2 separate regions of the Sus scrofa genome follow, and region 2 is linked to region 1. Evidence: chromatin contacts called from public HiChIP or PLAC-seq data. All regions are on one chromosome and are shown on one strand. The core of a region is the stretch at or near the end of the contact, and the rest is flanking DNA. Distances in the headings are between cores, read along the strand shown. Region 1 overlaps JAK2 (Janus kinase 2). Region 2 holds the start of AK3 (GTP:AMP phosphotransferase AK3, mitochondrial).

Region 1 (5,533 bases), core at 621-3,120:
GTGGTGTAGGTCACAGACACAGCTCAGATCTGGTGTTGCCAGGCTGTGGTGTAGGCCTGCAGCTGCAGCTCTGATTAAAATCCTAGCCTGGACACTTATATGCCACAGACACACCTCTAAAAATAAATAAATAAATAACAGGAAGAAATTTACCCCATCAGATAATAAAACTTACTATAAAACAATGTTGCCAAAATAACATTGGTATACACTTAAATCAGTGAAACAAAACAGCATTCAGAAATAAATCCAAGTATATATGAGAACTTAGTATGATAATGATGACATTTCTGTAGGGGAGAAAAAAGATATTTGTTTCCAGAAGGCACTGGCATAACTGCAAAAAACATATAACTGGAGAAAACATGCTAAACTAATATACTTTATATATAAAAAAACAGATTACCTATGAATTAAATGTTTAATATAAAAAATAAAGCATTAAAAATACTGGAAGAATCTTTGAGAGGACTCCTATCTGGAATGGAAAAACTTTCTTACACAAAATGGGAAATTCAGAATCCATATAACAAAAGTCACACAAATTGGCTGTCTGAGTCCATATTTTCTTTGGCTAATAAAGTGTTTTTTTATTCCCACTTGAATTTCAATGCCTCAGTAAGGACAAGCACTCTCCAGTTTCCCCATGGTTTCCACTTCTCCCTACTACCTTAATATAACAAGCCTCTTTATACTCATTAATGACACTGAAGTCATTGAGGTTTTCCACCTCTACAATAAAGAAAAAGATCCATTATATTAAATTTTCAATTTCTCTAGAGAAAAGGCAACATAAACAAAACCAAAAGACAAATACTTACAGAAAATATTTGCAATTCATTTTTCAAACAATATCTTTAATATACAAAGAGCTCCACAAACTGATAAAAGACAAACAATCCACTAAAAAATGATGAATATATTACAACCCTTCACCTAAAATTTATTTTTGAGCACATATGGAATATTTATAAAAACTGACCACAATGAAACATTAGCCTGAAAATTAAAAAAAAAGAAAACCCTTAAAAACATAACAAAGTCTAAAAAATACTTCAAAATTGGTTTAACTGTTACTAGGGATCAAACCCACATCCTCACAGAGAAAATGTCAGTCCTTAATCCACTGAGCCACTATAGGAACTCCAAGATTTTTTTATTTGAGAGAAAAACATATGCTACAAAGGCTTAATGTATTTATACCAGAAACTGTTACAAATCAATAAGAAAATGAACACAGAAGATGAAGTCATTTCACAAAAGAAATGCAAACCTTCCCTAAAATGAAAACATAGTATTAATAATCAAAGAAAATTAAATAATAATGATACTGTTTCTTCCCTATCAGAGTGGCAGAGATTAAAAAGATTTGCAAAACCCAGTGTTGGCAAGGATATTATAAAAACAATATCTAAAAATCTGTCCATTTAAAAATGACAGGAGCAGTAAGATGCATATCTAAGAATTCTATGAAACACTCATAATAATAACGAATAGAATTTTTAATGACACTAAAGGATCTGATCAATTAACTATGGTATATTTAGCCAACAGAATACTATGAAGCCAAAAATGATGTACACTGACTTATTCTAACATCATATGCTGTGGATAGCACAAAATGGACATTAAATAAGATCTACTGAATGACTGACTGCATTACTTATTTAATGGATGATTGCTTAAACACCTAATGATATGTTGAGTGTATAGGTGGGTGAAGGGCTGACCACCTGAGTGAGTGACCAACTAACCCACTGACTGACTCGTGTGACTGACTGACCAACTGACTGAGTAACAGGATGAATAAGTAAAGTTGTGAGTAACTGAGTGACCAGGTAAAAGAATAATCAGCTAACCAAAGGAGTGAGTGACTGAGTGACTGAGTAACCCTTTGACTGAGTGAGGAAAGGACTAAGTGAGCAACGACTGAATGAATCAATCTTTCGTTAGTGAAAGAGGAAAGGTTTTTGCAATACACATTCTTGAGTTAAAATGGCTCAAAGGAGAATGAATGGATGACCTCCACTCATTTAAAACTGTATTTGAATTTGTCACTATATGGAAACATCCAGAAATGCATTAAAATTTATGAAGCAATTTATTAAGTCAATCACAAGAAGGACTAGCAAACCTTTTTGTCCCTTTGATTTATGAATGTAATTTTTAGATGATCACTTTTATTCACTTGGTCTTTCTGTTTAAAGAGGTACTGTTCAATGCTTGTATACTACTCTACTATTCCATCTTAAAACAGTGTATAAAATACATGCAAATATATGTACTTCAAAACAATATCATGGAAAAAAAACAGTATCATGATTCTTTTATCTAAGAAGCATGGGATTCTTTGAGGCTTTAGAAAAGAAGAGGTTGAGAACAGTTAAGGGACAATGACATCAAACCACATTTTACCCTGGGGCAGTCACAGAAGTATATACAAGGCAGGCAACAATTTAAAAGACCTTCCAGGAAACCTGATGCCGTGGATGAAGGAAGAGAAAGGAGAGAAAATGTAAATTCTTCTGCAAATGTATCCCCTTACCCTATTTTTACTCCTAAGAACGGATTTTGAGCTATTCCTCAGAATCATGCTTCATGATGGCTATATAAGAAAAGGTGTATTTAAAACATCTAACATACATAGAAAATGGTGTGAATAAAGATGCGGTAAAGTGCTTTGAATAAATCTCTGAAAGTGTAGTGCATGGGGGTGGGGGAGGCTTAAGATTTCATTTCAAAACTATCATATTTCAAGCTTATACTATCAAGAAATTTTTTAAGTTTCTTTTAATTTTAAGAAATTGTAAGTTTGCCTATAGAAAATAAACACTATCTTTTGCTATTGACATTCAAAAAAAATCTAAAATTTCAGAAGAATACTATTTTGCTTTATTTATTTATTTTTATTTATTTATTTGTCATTTTAAGGCTGCACCCTCAGCATATGGAGGTTCCCAGGGTAGGGATTGAATGAATGGGAGCTATACAAGCATGCAGGATCCAAGCCTCGTGTGCGACCTACACCAGAGCTCACGGCAATACTAGATCCTTAACCCACTGAGCAGGGCCAGGGATCGAACCCTTTCCTCACGGATGCTAGTCAGATTCGCTTCCGCTGAGCCACAATGGGAACTCCCATTAGAATACTATTTTAGACATTCTTCTGAAATAATTCTTCAAATATTAAAATGCATCAGATAAAAAATCAAATTAAAGCCCTTAGGGATTAACAAGCCAAGAATGAGGAATATATATACATGGAAATGAAATATAATTCTCTAGACAATGAATTATTTTCTATTTTAAATGGATTCCCATTTCCTCATTAACCATCATAAATCAAATAAACTTGCACAATAATTCACTATTTTCTTCTCTGGGTCATTCCCTAAATCCTAAAATCCTCTCTAAAGGATTATTTCCATGTTAAACCTTTGTAAAACCCATATACCTAAGGCTGCCTATAAAACAGGAGTGAAGGGTGGAGCAAGGGAAGTAGTACAAAAAGAGAGAAGTAACTCCTATCAGAAAAATTGTTCCTAACAATTTTACTAACAGTGTTACTTTTACTGACCATAACTAGCTGCACTGTCAATCAAGCTTATTACAATGAACGAGTACTTAAGTGTTCATGGTAATAACATTCTAATGATCATAGAGTATCTGCCTCAAAAGAGCCTGTAGGAGGGAGAGGCAGGGGTAAAGGCAGGGATAATATTTTTTAACAAGACAGGGCACTACTGATTCTCTTATTTTTATATGTTTTATATACAGAGTAATATCCATCCATTACAAACACTTAAAAATATTATTCTAAGTTTGCTTTTTCAAAATAATCAAATTATAAAAGCTGTGCTCACCTTTAATGCTGTTTTTTCTGATCTAGTCAATTATCCACAAACAGGAAAATTAGCCCTTAAATTAACTTCTGAGGGATTCCAATTCTCAAATGATTTACTCAATCCTAAGGACTGCCCTCAGGAAGTGACAAACTTCTCTTGTTATGCAAATTTGATACAGATAAAGCCCTAGTGTGACTCTTTAAAAATTTAAAGCCAAATATAGATTAGAGGAGCAGTCTTAAATTAGAAAAAAAACCTATTCATTAAATATAAAAAGTAAGACCACACAATAAAGCCAAAGAAAAAGTAAAATAAAAACAGAAAAGTCAAGGTTTAATCCAAATTTAAAAAGAAGAATGAAGAGGAAAAATGAATAATTAAATTGAATAATTTAAACAAAGATCTGCTTATATCCCTAAACTGTTGACTTGTTCATTTTATTTTCAAACATTTTAATTTCCCTGTACAGTAAATACTATATAGGCCTGATAGGGATGGAGTAGACAGAGGTAGTTGTAGAAGTCCCAATAAAGGACCACAGATAACAAGGGAAACTTAGGGGACATTGGGAGATCACTGTAAGTAAATAGATTGCTCAAAAAAGCCATCAGAACAAGGCAGCTTAGCTTTATTAGTGGAGCTTTGAGAATTGCCTCAAATCATTGGGTGGGGGATGAGATTAGGCCTGCATTCATATTCAGACAAAGGGCAAGTGTTTTTGAGGACCACTCTTCTATGGATTTGAATACAACTTACCGGATACTAAGGAGGAGCTACTACTCCCAGAAAGGAAGAGGCGGGCTTTTCCAATCCCCACTCCCCTTGGATGATAAAAACTGTAGCCCAACAGATCCTTGGGGCAGAGCTTCCTTGCCTGCCCGCTTGCTTGCATCTCTTGCAAGCGTTCTATCCTCATAAATCTGTTTCTTGCCTATCACTTTGTCTCTTGCTGAATTCCTTCTGCACAGAGGTACAAAGAACCTGAACCTCAGTAAGTCCAGATATCAGGTGAGTGAAAACATGGGTTCAAGGCCAAATCTGGGTCTAGGCTGGGTTCGAGTCCCAATTTGTGTTCTAGCTAGGTTCAGGCCGTTATTACTGTCAGTTTCAGGACCAGGAAATACAGAAATTAATAGGAATATTCTCTGACCTAGAACTCAGAATATAGTTTCACAAGAAACAATGTTGGAACAAAGTCAGGAAATAAACCCAACTACAGACATAATTTAAAACACTACCATTTTATAGCAGCAGAGAAAAGATAGATTACTTATTCAACAGATAGTGCTGGAATAATCATACACCCATGTGAAAGAAAAAAATTGGTTTCTACTTTATACCTTGTACCGATATAAATTCCAGATGGATCAAGAAAACATGGGAGAGCTTCAAAAGCCTAACTCCAAGGTTGACAGGGCCCTAATCAAGCATGATTTAAAAAAAAAAAAAAAAAAAAGGAAGTATTAAATGAATAACAAGGACTTGAAAAAAAACAAAAATGCATGCATGTCAAAAAAAAAAATCACATCATAAACAGAGTTAAAAATATAAAAAGACAACCTGGAGAAAATACTTACAATTTATTTCACACATAACTATCTTACTTAGTATAAAAACAGCTCCCACAAATTAAATGGTCAACAATCCAAAAGAAAATGGACCAGCATATTGATAGGGATGGAGTGGGA
Region 2 (5,542 bases), core at 781-3,280, 250 kb after region 1:
TTATCAACAACTCCCAAATTTTATATCTTCAGCCAGGATCTCTACTATGTACTCAAAATTTGTACATCTGGAGTTCCCACTGTGGTTCAGCAATAACCAACCTGACTACTATCCATTAGGACTCGGGTTCAATCCCATGCCTCAGTTAATGGGTTAAGGGTCTGGCATTTCCATGAGCTGTGGCATGGGTTACAGATGCCACCACTTGGATCCAGCATTGCTGTGGTTGTGGTGTAAACCGGCAGCTGCAACTCCAATTTGACCCCTAGCCTGGGAACTTCTATATGCCGCAAGTGTGGCCCTAAAAAGAAAAAAAAAAAAAAAATTGTACATTTAACTGCTTCCTTATCAGCTCCTCTGGATGTCCCAAAGGCATCTTCAATTTAACTTACCCAAAACAATGCTAATGTTCTCCCCAAACCTGTTTCTCCTATAGTCTTTCCAATCTCAGTTAATGACAGTTCTGTTTTTCTAGTGCAGCTCAGGGAGAAATTCTTTCTCCACTCTCTAATCCACCTACCCCTGGATTCGCTCCCATGGCTACAACTGACAGCTCAGCTGGAATGGCTGGACCAAATGGGACCGCTGGGCCTCTCTCCCCATGGTCTTCTCTCAGACTTCTTCAGATCCGGGCCTCTGCAGGAGTGTTAGAGGGCAAGCCCCAACATATGAGCACTTCATAAATCTCTTTTTGATTCACCCTTCCCAATGTATTAATGTTTAGTTTGAGCTCAGTGTGTTTACCACTAGGGCAAGTTGAAGGGGGAAGAACCAGCCCAAACGAATGTGTGTGCACAGCCAAATGACTGCGCTAAGCTCAGTTGCCAAGAGATTTCTCAGTCTGGCAGTTACTTATTCATTTCTCGGTCATAATCAACAAACTTTAGCAAAGCTGCAGCTCTGTGGGGCCTGGTGATATGACCACAACACTCAGCTTTTCCTCCCCTATGACAGAATGATTTCTCAGTTGTTTGTTTTCTTTCTAAGCTAAATATCTCCCAGGATTTTCTTTCAGATCTCTTTGCAGCCAAACCCTCAAATGTTCCTGGCTTTGGAAATTAGGACTCTCTACACACCTTCAGGTTCTCCGGTGTTTCGTAACTTCTACTTGTCCAGACTTTTTCATTCTTTTGTTAGTTCTGTTCCTTAAGTTTTCTGGTACTTTCATTTATGTTCTTTTTCTTTGCTTAATCCCTTCCTGTTTTCCATGGGTTATTATTTTTTTTAATCTTTTTTTTCTAATTACATGAGTTGAATGTTAATTCATCTTCATTCTCTCCTAGTAATAAAATATGTACGAGCTACTAAATATCTTTCCAACTACAGCACTGTCTACCTATTAAATCCCCCCACCCATTCACCAAGCTCAGGTTCACTGGGGAGCACACTTTCCCTTACCACCTCTCTCTGAAATAATTTCTATCTTTTAAATTGAAAAGCAGTTTGGGGCCACACGTTTGGTAACTTCTGAGGAAGGTGGCACTTGTTTATTTTTCACAGAGCCTTCTCTCTGCCTTAGTATAATGTCCTGACACAGAGAAATGATAGCAATGATGGGTAACTTTAACGTAATATTGAACACTACCCTGCAGCTGGCATTGTACTTTACACAGTTTTAACAACTTCCATGCCCATTTTACAGAGGAAATAGGTTCAATTTTTTTGCCTTGTGTTTCTCTTCCTGGAACACACCAAATATTCCATCTCTAGGGTTTTTTCCCCTTGCCTTTGTCTCTTTCCCTCCACCTTCCCATTTAGTGCTGAGAGCAAATGCCATTTCTTCAAAGCTTTACTGACCATCTCCACACATTGTTTTGTTTTGTTCGGAGTATGAGCTCAAATTATCCTTCAAATATTTCTGTTTCCTTGTTACGATCTGCCTCAACCACTAAACTTTCAATTCTAAGGAGCAGACATTTTACTGAAAAAATATTTATGTAATCAGTGTATTGCCACAGGCAAAAAATGGAGCCTGTGGAAGAGCCAATACTTTCAAGCTCAGCTGAGTGCAAGCAACAACTACTTTTGAATCCCAAAGTGTGGTCCTAGGAGGTAAGAGACACCCCTCAATAGACCTATGACATGGAGCACCTCACTCAATTTCAACTTAGATTCCTCTCGTGGGAAATGAAGAGGAAGGCCCTATCGGCTCATTGTCACCCACTGTGATTCTACCCACTATGATAAACGTACCTTAAAAATTAGCTCGAGAAAGCCAGGGAGAAGAGTCGCAGGGCAACTGAGGAAGAGAAGGGAAGGGAGAAATCTGCAGGCTGGGGGCGGGGAGAAGGGGAGCGTTTGATGACTCTGAGAACCCAGGGGCAGTGGTGGCGAGGGGGCCGCAAGTAGGGGTCGCGCGGGGGAGGGGGCTGGAGTTGGGAAGGGCACCTGACGGGCGGCACGGTAGACCCTCTCTCTGGGACTCGGCAGCACTGGGCACGGCGTGAAAGGTGCGTCAAGGGTGTCAGGCGGGGGGCAGGTAAGGATGATATCCAGTAACCAAGGGGCGCAGAGCGGGGCCCAGGGTTCAGAAGGGGACGCGGGAGGAGTGGCCAAGTGTGCGAGGAACCGGACGAGGTCTCCCCGGCTGGGACTGGGCAGGACAGGGCAAGGCACTGACAGGTGCGAGGTGAGGACCTGAGGGAAGTAGGGGGTATTCAGGGGCCGGGGGGGGGGGTGCCTGGAGGCGCAAAAGAGGTGCAGAGGGAAGCCGGCGAGTGGGGAGGAGGCGCTAAGGGACGTGGGTCGCGCGGGTCGGCGAAGGAGCCCACAGAGGTCTCACAGGAAGCGCGGAGGGGGCGAGGCTTGCGCTCGACTTGCGCGGGCGGGGCTGGGCCGGGCGAGGGGGAGGGGGTGCCCCGAGTCGCTGGGGGCAGGCGGGCGGGGCTGCTCGGTTGCCTATCGCCTCACTTCCGGGCTCGCCTGAGAGCTGAGGCCGACGCCAGCTCGCAGCGCTGCCAGCTGCTCAGCCGCGGACCACCGAGCGGGTGAGAGCGTAGCCAGGCCGAATCCCCATCGTTCGCGCAGCCCAGGCCTCTCTCTGCGGCCATGGGGGCGTCTGCGCGGTTACTGCGCGCAGCGATCATGGGGGCGCCCGGCTCCGGCAAGGGCACTGTGTCCTCGCGCATCACCAAACACTTCGAGCTGAAGCACCTCTCCAGTGGGGACCTGCTCCGAGACAATATGCTTCGGGGCACAGGTGGGAGCCGGGGCGGGAAGGGCAGCGGTTCACGGTCGCCTGGGTGGGATTTGTGGGTGGAGGGACAGGGGCGGAGAAGTGGGTCCCGGGAATGTGGGTCTGGGGTATGGGGGTCTGGGGTATGGGCGCAGCATCTTCCAATTGCCGCCCAGTAGGGAGACCTCCCGCTTCTGAGCGACTGCTCCCCGAACCTTTGGTCTCTACGGACAGCTTCAGGCGGGTTATTGAGGGGCGGAACTAGAAAGGTAGGACGCGTTTGAAGTTCAAAGATTAAAAGAAACCACGTGGCTTTCAGGGGTATGTGCAGCCACAGTCGCGGCTGCTCCTAAGGGTCTCTCCAGATGTGTGTGGTTTCTTCCTCTCGTGCACTCGGGCTTGGAGAACTGACTGTTAGCGCTTTCTTTTATTACTTTTTTTTGTTTGTTAAACGCTATGGGATTTTCTGATTCTGACTTTCCCCGAACAATCTGAAGGCCCAGTATTATTTACCCTAGCCGATGTACAAAATTGGCTTAGATCATTGATAGCCCCAGAGATTTCTTAGACATGAAAGCTGTTCCTTAGAATAGAAAGCTATTCCTGTGCGTGGTTATCTGAAAGATTCTTTTGTTTCTTATGCCAAATAAATTATTATAACTCAGCACAAAATCTAGTCAACAAACTGTACACTTTCCAATGGGTGGATTTTATCTGATGTAAGTTATATATTTAAAAAACTGCTTTCAAAAAGTCAGCAGCAGGGTGTTTTATTTTTATCTCAAAAGTGTTGACCTTTATTTTTCAAAACAAAGTCATTTTGAAGCTCCTTTTAAAAATTAGACACTGCTGTACAGCAGAAATTGACAGAACATTGTAAATCAACTATAAAAAATAAAAAGCTTATAATTCACTGCGGTTCATTAAAATGAAAATAAAATTTATTTTGCATCAAAATGAAAAAAAAAATTAGGAGTTCCCATCGTGGCGCAGTGGTTAACGAATCCGACTAGGAACCATGAGGTTGCGGGTTCGATCCCTGCCCTTGCTCAGTGGGTTAACGATCCGGCGTTGCCGTTGCCGTGAGCTGTGGTGTAGGTTGCAGATGCGGCTCGGATCCTGCGTTGCTGTGCCTCTGGCGTAGGCCGGTGGCTACAGCTCCGATTCAACCCCTAGCCTGGGAACCTCCATATGCCGCGGGAGCGGCCCAAGAAATAGCAACAACAACAACAACAACAACAACAAAAGACAAAAAAAGACAAAAGACAAAAAAAAAAAAAAAAAAAGAAAAAAAATTAGAGCTAATCTCTTGCACAAGGTAAAAAAGGATTGGAACTAGGATTGAAGTACGTAAAAGTAAAGCCCTCCCTAATTGTTTGCCTCAGTCCCACTCTTCAAGGAGGGAACAGCCTTGTGTTTCCTTTTAGAAATCTTTACCTATATGTATATCCCTTATTTTATGCAATATGTAATCCTATTAAATATGTATTCTGCACCAGTGTGTTTTCACTTTAGTATGTTTTCCCACATTAAAACAGAAAAATCAGTTTCAGTATTTAATGTTTGTATGGGTATCTATTTGCTGGATCCACTACGAAGTATTGGTTAAATACTTCGGGGATCGGTTAGATCCCCTGTTAATGGACTGTATAGGTTATTTCTCTCTCTCTCTCTCTCTTTTTTTTTTTTTGTCTTTTTGTCTTTTTAGGGCCACCCCTGAAGCATATGGAGATTCCCAGGCTAGGGGTTGAATCTGAGCTGTAGCCTCCAGCCTACACCACAGCCACAGCAACTTGGGATCCAAGCTGCCTGTGTGACCTACACCACAGCTCAGGGCAACGCTGGATCCTTAACCTGAGCGAGGCCCGGAATCAAATCTGCATTCTTATGGATGCTAGTCGGGTTCGCTAACCGCTGAGCCACGATGAGAACTCCTATAGGTTATTTCTAAGTGAGCTTTTTTGTTTGCTTGTTTCAGAATACTGACGTTGAAATAAAAAGAAGAATCACCTCACGGTTTTTAGTTTATCTCATGGAATTCTTTGGCTTATCACCTCTTCTGGTGAATTACTACTTTTATTTTTCTCTTCAACATTGATCATTAAAAAAATCATCAAGTATTTATGATTAATTAAACTGTTTGGCTCACTTGCTAAGTGTTCTTGATGCCACATATTGAAGTTGTTGGGTAGCAGTAGTCTCCAGTACTACACCCAGCTAGGGTAAGTTTATCCAATGTGGAAAGGAGTAAAGAATCTTTAAGTGATTCTCTGAAACATAACTCAGCAGTGAGGCGTAACTGTGGTTAGAGAAACCTTCAGTGCAGAGTTGAATTTACATTAAATTGTGAAAACATAAAACATTAAA

The links. HiChIP or PLAC-seq counts read pairs in DNA pulled down with a chosen protein or histone mark.
Region 2: an H3K27ac HiChIP or PLAC-seq map of alveolar macrophages shows a contact between it and region 1. The contact joins the promoter of AK3 here to the enhancer-like site in region 1. A contact is called at or near these places in 14 of 47 Hi-C or Micro-C datasets (alveolar macrophages, blood, embryonic fibroblasts and 9 more) and 2 of 2 datasets of contacts at active chromatin or transcription factors (alveolar macrophages and skeletal muscle).

Annotation. Positions count from the first base shown.
Region 1 is chr1:216,982,396-216,987,928 of Sscrofa11.1, forward strand. The region is part of intron 2 of JAK2 (Janus kinase 2); the gene reads right to left. Among named protein-coding and RNA genes, the nearest start is that of JAK2, 17 kb to the right of the region's middle. Within about 2 kb of position 1,871, at least 3 of the 83 cell types and tissues checked have an H3K27ac peak or open chromatin away from gene starts, as enhancers often do. A contact at or near this core is called in alveolar macrophages, where this site is marked.
Region 2 is chr1:217,234,531-217,240,072 of Sscrofa11.1, forward strand. It overlaps AK3 (GTP:AMP phosphotransferase AK3, mitochondrial), which reads left to right and starts at 2,031. Exons shown (of 5, transcript XM_021064132.1): 1 at 2,031-2,052. LOC106509181 (a long non-coding RNA gene) reads right to left here and starts at 2,491. Exons shown (of 4, transcript XR_001306485.2): 1 at 2,194-2,491; 2 at 521-636.